3 separate regions of the Danio rerio genome follow, and regions 1 and 3 are each linked to region 2. A link is a contact called in public HiChIP or PLAC-seq data. All regions are on one chromosome and are shown on one strand. The core of a region is the stretch at or near the end of the contact, and the rest is flanking DNA. Distances in the headings are between cores, read along the strand shown.

What was found. HiChIP or PLAC-seq counts read pairs in DNA pulled down with a chosen protein or histone mark.
Region 1: a contact with region 2 is called in an H3K4me3 HiChIP or PLAC-seq map of gastrula embryo, with 4 times the contacts expected there. The contact joins the promoter of syt3 here to the promoter of med25 in region 2. A contact is called at or near these places in 2 of 4 datasets of contacts at active chromatin or transcription factors (embryo and gastrula embryo).
Region 3: an H3K4me3 HiChIP or PLAC-seq map of embryo shows a contact between it and region 2, with 4 times the contacts expected there. The contact joins the promoter of emc10 here to the promoter of med25 in region 2. A contact is called at or near these places in 1 of 18 Hi-C or Micro-C datasets (an unstated tissue) and 1 of 4 datasets of contacts at active chromatin or transcription factors (embryo).

What each region holds. Positions count from the first base shown.
Region 1 is chr3:29,410,650-29,414,142 of GRCz12tu, forward strand. It overlaps syt3 (synaptotagmin III), which reads right to left and starts at 1,990. Exons shown (of 13, transcript XM_073944559.1): 1 at 1,869-1,990.
Region 2 is chr3:29,273,889-29,277,137 of GRCz12tu, forward strand. med25 (mediator complex subunit 25) reads right to left here and starts at 1,603. Exons shown (of 19, transcript NM_214766.2): 1 at 1,443-1,603; 2 at 861-1,046; 3 at 740-785; 4 at 536-660; 5 at 303-401. The coding sequence starts at 985.
Region 3 is chr3:29,029,800-29,033,057 of GRCz12tu, forward strand. It overlaps emc10 (ER membrane protein complex subunit 10), which reads right to left and starts at 1,395. Exons shown (of 8, transcript NM_001163918.1): 1 at 1,261-1,395; 2 at 1,035-1,101; 3 at 826-938; 4 at 285-398. The coding sequence starts at 1,356.

The DNA.
Region 1 (3,493 bases), core at 740-3,239, 140 kb after region 2:
CCACGCCTGTGGTCTTATCTGCAATGTCATCGGGAGTCTAATCTGCTTTTGTTTTCTGTAAGACTGTTGCGTGTGTGTTTTTTTTTCTTTCTTTCTTTTAAATCTGTCGGAAGATAACAGTAATTTTCTTTACCCCTCTGGCATCAAAGCAAAGTGTTTCCAGACTTCCTGCAAAGTGGGAATGAATGAATAAATGATAACAATGCTGTTTTAGTAGACTCGTGTAGCCATTTCTCTTCGTCTCCCTCCCTCTTCTTGCTTTCCTAGCTATTCCTTCTTCTTTTGTCGCCTGGTTTCTGTTATATCACTGATCTCGTGCACTAGAAGAAGAAACCAGGCTAAACGGCCTTCAGCGCGGTCATAACCTCATAGCCAGATCACTGCATCATATCCTTGTCTTGCTCATCCCTGCCATGAAGCCATGAGTTCCTGGACTCATCTCCTGTGCACAGCACTAAGCACACATCAAAACCACCCTGTCAACGGCTGCTGTCATTTACACAACCGGACCTCCGCTGTTGGCCGGAGACCGGGGTGATATTACAGTATCACTGTTAAAAAAAGATACTTTGGGCCTTTGCGGCTTGTGGCTGAAGCTGAAGAAGCAGAGATCATGTTGTAACATTGTTTTTTTGTGTCTAAAAGGAGTTCAAATCAAACAGAAACCATCAAACCTGTGCAAAGCGGTTACAGTAGTAAACTGCAAGTAAGCCTCAGGTTTAGATGATATCAGCGCTTGCTGGAAACATAATCAAATTATCCCACGTATTTAACAAACAAATATGCAAGGTGGGACATTTCTAGAATTATATGAATGACACAGATTCAGATTTCAAGGAAATCTGCAGATTTCTTGTGGGCCTGGTTTCCCCCTCCCATCCTCTCTCTCTCTTCGCCGCTCTGCTGTCCAGGCCTTCGGAGTATCTAAATTATCTATAACATCACACAGGAAAACACAGGCAAAAGAAAGAGCAGTGCGAGGAACCCTGGGATACTGGTGACGCTCTGTGCCAGCCCTTAAGATTCAGCTCCCACACAGATAGAGGGAAGCTCTCAGCAGCCCGACAGCCAGGAAACGTCATCACCGGCTCCGTCACATTGTGGGGGGAATTAATCGCCCCCTCATATGGCTTTTACTGATGCCGTTATATGCTGTCAGTGAACGACGGAAGAGGATTCCAGTGATGGTTCCATATGGATGTATTAATATTTGCATAATTATGGTCCTGTGCCTAAGAGAAGCCCATGTAAGCCAGCCTTTGAAGACTGTGGGGAGGGGTGGGGTTTGGAGGGGAAGGAACACTGATAAGGGGTTGAAGAGGAGGGAAGCAGCTTCATATGTACATCTCCCATCCTTCCCTATTGAATGACACATGCATGTGCAGATTAAACATGTACAGTAGGAAATATGGAAGTTGAGGATAGAATTACATAAGTGACAGAGTCCAAGTGAGTCCAAATCCTTGCATTGTTGCACACACATACACATACAGTAGCTATATATTTATGCACATCTGAAAATGCCAGGTCACGATGCTATATGCCACGAATAAATGAAGATTGCTGAGAGGTTTTTTGCACGACGGTATCGGACAGACGTGCAGACCTTTTACAACACATAAGCGCGCGCGCGCAAACAGACAGATATAACATGGATAACCTGAAGACAACAATCCGTGGAGTGCCTGCACCGTTTAAAGCAATGCAGATCTCAAACGGAACGACTGTCTACATCATATACACACACGCTTTCTCTATCGAGCTCACATTCACCCAAATATTAATTTTCACATGCGACGCGTTACAACAGCAACATCGTAACATCCGCCCAGCACACCCAAAGACAGATAAAGGCTGAAATACCGCACCTGGGACAGACGGATGCCAAAGGGTAGACCGAGAGGGACAGAGGAGGTGTCTCTCCGCTCCCCTCTTCCTCTTCTCTTTCTGTGTTTTCGCCTGTCTTCACAGCCTCGTTTTTTTTCTCTCTATTTCACTCTCTGCCCTCCCTCCCTTCTCCCTCCTTCGCCTTGTGCACGGAATACTAAACGAACCTCGTCGCCGCTCACGGGCTCCAGCGCGCGTGCAGTGCTAAACACATACTGATGTATTGGTGTGTGTGTGTGTGTGTGTGTGTGTGTGAGAGAGAGAGAGAGAGAGAGAGAGAGAGAGAGAGAGAGAGAGAGAGAGAGAGAGAGTTGTAGGTGGGTGGAGTAAGGGTGCTCAGACCTCCCAAATTTAGTAAAAGTTATTTTTTATTCATACAAGACGATTATCTAAACGGTTTCAGTAATATTTTCATGAAAGTTTGATTATATGCTAGTGGTGACCATTTTGATTTATGGTAATGTTGTTACTCTTACTGCATTCACCAAAAGTATTAACGACATTAAGCTAATTAGTTCAGTCACTCTTGCTGCAAGTACCACATTGCTGCGTCAGTATAGGTGGCGACAAGTTTTCATTTATTAATTTCCTTTTTGGCTTAGTCCCTTTATTAATAAGGGGTCACCACAGCGGAATGAACCGCCAACTTATTCAGCATATGTTTTATACAGCGGATACCCTTCCAGCTGCATTCACGCATATACAGCCTGGACAATTTAGTTTATTCAGCTTACCTACCGCATGAGTTTTGGCTGTGGGGTATACCAAAGCAACCAGAAGAAACCCACGCGAACATGGGGAGAACATGCAAACTTCACACAAAAATGCCAACTGACCCAAGCTCGAACCAGTGACCTTCTTGCTGTGAGGCAATTTTGCTACCCACTTCTTCACCGTGACGCCTCTACTACTCTCTTATCAATGTTTTACGAAGAATCCCCCGTCCACCCCATCTCCCCCTTTTCTTCTTTAACAGGGGAAGCAACTAGCAGAACTACCTGATCTTGTACTCCCCTTACATGCTCATCAACCAGGCAGGAGCCCTGGGCTCAATCGTCACCAAGTTCAGGGGTCTCTCCCGGGACAGCATTCCAAACCTGCTATTATTATCAAGCAATATCTAAGTGTGAGCTCTTGAAACAAATGGAGTCATGTAACTTTAAAACAAAACCTGCATTACATTTTTGTTGATCAATATACTGAGAAACTACAGAAAGAACGCACAAACATTTTCAAAGCACAACAATGAAATTGTTAAAACAAAGATGATAGCCAAATAAGTCATGCGTTTCAGTACTTACTCCCAGGGCTGTTTATATCAAGGTTGATTATTGACCACACGGTGTTGGTGTTTCGTAACATCTTATTTTTACAAGGTGGGTCGTAAGCCCAACGCTCAACCCCCATCCTTGAGGACCAAAACAAACATAAGCTACACATACGATAAACCGATAAACGATATCATATCAAATCGCAATTAGATTGATGTCAATAACAATGATAATAATGAACCGCCAACTTAGCCAGCATATGTTTACACAGCGGATGCCCTTCCAGCTGCAACCCAACACTTGGAAACAACCATACACTCTCATTCACACACATA
Region 2 (3,249 bases), core at 353-2,852:
AAAACATGTAACTTAACATGAAATGTTCTTTCTTTTACAGCTTTAAGATTATCTCTCTTTATCAGTGATGTTAATAACTTTAACAGTGTTTGATTAATTATGGTGGAGTCAGACAAATAATTGATTATTACACACCATCCTTCAACTGCTTTCTGTTCTGATAATCTTTATAAATAGTGCTGTGTTCAAAGATTTTTCTTGTATTTACATTTCAAAAAAAGTCATTTTAAAATACCTTAAGCAAGCTGATTAAACCCTCAAAAGCAGATTTGTGATTTCATAGAACAAGTTCAAGAACTCACATTTGCTCCCTCATCTTTTTGAAGTCGTCAAAGAGCTGCAGGGCCACAGAAAGACCCTCAGCTATAAGACTGCAGCTCTCTGCTCCACCTCCCATGAACCTGTGCAACAACAAAAAAAAACTGTTAAAACTGTTCTCAGTATTTCAATCACAATATCTTTAAAGCAGACATTCACTTAAAACCTTTATCCCAGACTTCCTGACATAAAATAGGATTACAATGGGATTCCTTACTGAATGCTGTCAATCCAAGACACAAACTCGAAGGCAGAGCTGGTTGGAGCATGGCACTGGACATATGACTCTGGAGCACAATCCACTGTGTTGAATACCACCAGTCCATACTGAGTGCCACCATACTTATAAAACAAACAAGATCATCAGAATTGAGATGGCAGAAATGTAAAGAGAAGGTATAAACAGACTCCTCCAACTCACATCTCCTCCAAAATCAGTTTCAGCCGGTGGTCCTCCATTAAAATACCTGTAAATATATTAAATAAGTCAGTTCAAGTGTCTAACAAATGTACTGTATTGTAATGAATGTCATAAATCTTACTCTATAGTAGGCAGTATGTAATTATTCCGAAGTGATTCAAAATATGGACCAAGGTTTGCAGTTCCTTCAATGACAAACACCACATCTGACACCTGATTCAACCCAGATTTGGACGTGGGGTCCATATGGGTCACCTTTGGTCTACAGCCAACACAGATATAAGATCAAACTCATATAGAAGATTTGCTGGAATAAAACGAAATATTAATGTTTTATAATGTTTTATTGATGAATGACTTTATATTGGTGTTATTTGCTATTATTTTAACATTATTTCCATTCTAAATGCAAGTAAACCAAACCAAGACATACATATTTGGCTGTCTTAATACCTAACGTTAGTAATACACATAAACAATTTTTTTTAACTGAATCATTCATTATGTCCGTGCCAAAAAGCCTAAGAGACTTATTTTAGATGTGATATATTTGTCTTATCATTACCTAATTAACGAGTAAATTCTTAAAAACACAATATCAATACAAATAAATTAAAATGTAAAACGTGAACACTATCCATTCATACAGGTCTTAGCATGCTAGCCGCTAACCTCAAATGCTAATTTAGCTCGGGTGTCTTACCTGCTAGAATTAGTAGAACTGGCTTTTACTGTGAATAAAACAAACCGGTTCAGTCATTTATCTTGATTATATCCGAACCAGCCCCTGGTAGTTTTATTGTGTATTAAAGCTTCATCTGAAAGTAAATGTAGAGCGTAATGACAACAAACATCGGGATTTTTGGCTCGGCAATCGACAGTACGGTCTGGTTTTAGATCTTGAAAGTGGACTGGGCTGGTGAATCGATTTATGAATGATCAATTTAGAAACCAACAGCAGCGACGTCCTTTTCAGTCGTCATTCTTTGTTATTATCATCCTTATTATAATCATTGTTATTTTTGCGGTTTAAACACGGACATAGCCATTGTATTGTTAGATAATAAAAAAATAAAATAAAATAAAGCTTAAGAAAGTAAGTGGCTTCGTCGATGATCATAACAAATTGCATCATCTTTATTATTATCAATGATTATCATTACAAATTATTGTTATTAATTATTATTATTATTATTTAAAAGTTTTCTGAAACAAAATGGGCATTTTAAGGAATATATTTAAAATTGCCTTAAATAAATTAATTATTTAAATGTTTTCAATGATGGTAAATAATTATAATCAATATTATTTTAAGGCATAATAATAAATACAATTATTATTAATTATTATTACCAATTATTATTATTGGTGATATATCATTGATATTATTCTTATCATTATTATCTATTATTATTATTATTGTAATTATCTAAAGGCTTATCTAAAATGACCATAATTATTTTAAGAAATAATAACAAGACTTTTTTATTGTTACCAATTTTCTTTATTATTGTTGTTGGTATTAATATTAACTATTATCATTAATTAGAATTACCATTTTTATTATTATTATTATCATGTATTCTTTTTCTTTTTCTTCTTCTTATTATTATTATCATGTTATCTTCTTCTTATTATTATTATTATTATTATTATTATTATATAAAAGTTTTTTAAGCAAAATGGGCATGATTCAGTTTAAAGAATCGGCCTATAATCAAAATCATATTAAATAAATTCATTATTTAAACGTTTTCAATAATAGTAAATAATTATAATTATTATTATTATTTTAAGGCATAAAAATAATAACAACAATTATTATTACCAATTATTATTATTGTTGGTATATCATTAATATTATTCTTATCATGATTAGTTATTATTATTTTTCATTCATTTATTTTCTTGTCGGCTTAGTCCCATTATTAATCTGGGGTCGCCACAGCGGAATGAACCGCCAACTTATCCAGCAAGTTTTTATGCAGCAGATGCCCTTCCAGCCACAACCCATCTCTGGAAAGATCCACACACACACACATTCACACACACACACACTACGGACAATTTAGCCTACCCAATTCACCTGTACCGCATGTCTTTGGACTGTGGGGGAAACCGGAGCACCCGGAAGAAACCCACGCGAACGCAGGGAGAACATGCAAACTCCACACAGAAACGCCAACTGAGCCGAGGGTTAAACCAGCGACCTTCTTGCTGTGAGGCAACAGCACTACCTACTGCGCCACTGCTTCGCCGCTATTATTTTTATAATTATCTAAAAGCTTTATGAAATAAAATGAGCATGATTCGGTTGAAAGAATATATTCAAAATAGTATTAAACAAATTCATCATTTAAACTTATTCAGTAATAATAATTATTATAATCATTGTTATGGGTGAGGCAGTGGCGCAGTAGGCAGTGTCGCCTCACAGCAAGAAGGTCGCTGGGTTGCTGGTTTGAACCTCGGCTCAGTTGGCGTTTCTGTGTGGAGTTTGCATGTTCTCC
Region 3 (3,258 bases), core at 145-2,644, 240 kb before region 2:
AATGTAATTTGCTTTCCATTTATTACAAAAACAGCACTGGAAGAAACTTTTGGTTTTAACATATAGAACTCAGAACTTGTAATTTATTAAAATTAAGAAATAATTAGCTGAATATTGTAAAATATTCAACATTGAGAAAAATGCACTGTTACTACTACTGTTGCTGATAATGCTAAATGTAGAAATCTTTAGAAATTTAGAAAAGACAAAAAAATGTATTAATCTGCAGGTCTTTTTAATGCTGGTAAAATTTTTGTGCAGGTATTTGCATGCAGTTGACTTACAGCTCTAACGAATGCGGTAAGGTAACCTTCATACTGTCTCTCTGTCTGCCGATCCACCTGTAGAGAGACCCTTGGGACCCGGATCCTGTACAAACCGTCAACTGCTGCCACGTCCTGAAAAACACAGGTAGAGAAACACAAAATTATACCAGTGAAACAGAGTTAGGACATTTCAAATTGACAGCCTTTCTTGGACAACCATAAAAAATAAAAATAAAAAAAAATCATCCTTCATTGCATGTTCATTGAGGTAAAGTTGGTTTTATGTTCGCACAATTGTTCAGTGACAACTTGTGACAAGGCTGCTCTATTGCTTTGCTACTTCAAATATTCGGTCTGAAATCACATGCAAGTATGACTTCAAAACAACATTAGCATTATTTATTTGGCTGTGAACAGTGTTGAACTTCAAAAGTCATTGACTGCTAGTATGATTTTACTATTTATTTACTTGCATAGAATACTTTTCTGAAATTATATTGTTAAGAAGGTCTGAATGTGCGAATATAAAACCAACTTTGACTCAATGGCATGTCCTCACCTTCAGTGTATTCCTGTCTTTCTCTGAGAGCTGGTTTTGTGAGAGATACACACTGTTTTCCCTTCCACCCCTGAACTGTAGAGCACCACGAAGTCGAAATCTTGACACATCATCTGAAACACAGACCAATAACGTTAGTGACTCACTTGCACTAAAAAGACCAACAATTTATTCACAAAAAGCCTTTTCATTGACTAACTTGTACTCACCCACTTCAAACGAGTGCTCTAATGGCACCGAGAATCCGCTGAAATCAGTGTCCACCGCGTCTCCTGACTAACAGACAGATAAAGTAACTGACATTCAATCATATTCATCTGATTAACGTTAGACAGCAGTCTAGCATGCTAACAAGCTCCCTGTGCAAGTCATCTGCAATGCCATGTAAAATACAGATTTTGTGACTGCGAGGTGTATCAGACACAATCATCTTACCCTTCGACCATTATTGCATTCGCCAAATTGTGTCAATAACAACGTTACAGTTGACAAGATGGGGAGAACAAGTGACAACACTCTAATCGGAGCCATTTTGTCTCAAGCCTGGAGAGTGAGTCGCTTCCCCTGTGCGTAGTGGCTACCGGAAACACTGCGTTTCAAAACAAAAGTAAAAAAAAACATTTAACTTGTTACGTGGTTCCTTTCACTCGTACAAAATGCAGATCAAATTAATTGTTTGTTATTGTAAATTTATACTTATGTCGTTTTTTAATCATCCATATGATTTTCATAAACAAGAGACCCGACATGGGATACCAAAATAAAAGTCATTTTTGCTTATGTTTTACTCTAAACGATGTTTTTCCACTTACATTATTGTTTACGAAATGAATAATAATAAACTTGTAAGAGTTTATTCAGGGCTCGAACTTAACTTTTTTACTTGGTAGCACCGGTGCTCCCAACTTCAAGTATTTAGGAGCACCAAAATAAATTTAGGAGCACCAGAAAAAATTTAGGAGCACCCACCAAAAATGAATGAGCACAGCTGCAAATTGCTTTTTAAGGGATTTATTGTATTTTAAAACAACATTAATAGGACTGACAAAAACCAGAAACAACTATCTAACTAATGCTGCGAAGACATTGATATTTGTGTGCAATAATTCCAAAATGAATGTCTAATAATTATAGAATATTAATGATGATGAAAATGACAATAATAGTAACAATGAATTCCATTTCTCATTATGATACTGCCTTGAATGTGCATGAATGTAGGTTATCTGCTATAAAAAGTCTGTTACTTTATGAAAAATAATTATATAGTTTGCATCAAACAAAAATGAAGCATTGCAGTAAGAAATATTTATTTTGTACTGCTGTTTTTATATGCATGTCAATTTAATAAATAATATTTCTGCTACAAAACAAACAAAAGATTATAATAAATCATTCAATTGATGAAAGCTGCAAAGCAGTCATCAGTAAATAAATAAAAAAATAATATACACCTCAAAAAAGAATAGACAAAAGTAAGTAAGTAAAGTCTCACTTCTATCACTCTTTAAAAGTTTTGGTTTCAGTTTGTGTCAATTTAAAGGTTCAGTCTGAGATGATCTTAATTTTTCTGTGTTTGTGGAAAAGCTGGCGAGTCAGTCGACCCAATTTATCAGTTTCAGTGTAAACTTAGTAAAGCGATGATATGTACAGTATTAGATTTTGACTTTTGGCGGACATTTGCGCTGCACACGCAGTGAATGCGACGCATCGAGATTCGGGCGCCTTCTCTAAGAAGCGCGTACTCGATTGATCTCCGCTGGCGGATCAATATTCACCACGTGACGTGTCATGATCGCTCTCATCTGCGCCTCAACTTTAGGTGGGGTTTGCAAACCTGTGTGCTTTAAGTTTTCACTCTTCAGCCGTTTGCATTTCCCGTGGTCATAAAAGCTCCTTCCCTGTCATCTGACAGCGGAATACCTTGAGTGAAATGACAGCTAATATGAACCAACATAGCGGCAGGGAAGAGCGATTCAGCACGTTTTTACAAAAAATCAAAACAGGTCGCTCTACAACCATTACCTGCAGTCGCACTAATGCGCCCAAATATATTTTGAGGTCGCACAGATTAATTTTCGGGCGCATATGCGACCAAAATGGTCGCAATTTTGAGCCCTGTTATTTTACAATAGCCCACAAACAAGCATTCTTTATGAACTGACTCTATGTAAAACGGGGTTTGCAGCAGTAAGAGCTGCTGTTGTTCATTTTCTCCACCACTAGATGGCGCCATCCACTCCGGCACACAGTAACATTGAAGAGCAGTTCAGATCCTCTGTTCACTCGCCGGGCGCAGTGGCGTGCGCCTGTAATCCAAGCTACTGGGAGGCTGAGGCTGGCGGACCGCTTGAGCTCAGGGGTTCTGGGCTGCAGTGGACTATGCCGATCGGGTGTCCGCACTAAGTTCGGTATCGATATGGTGCTCCTGGG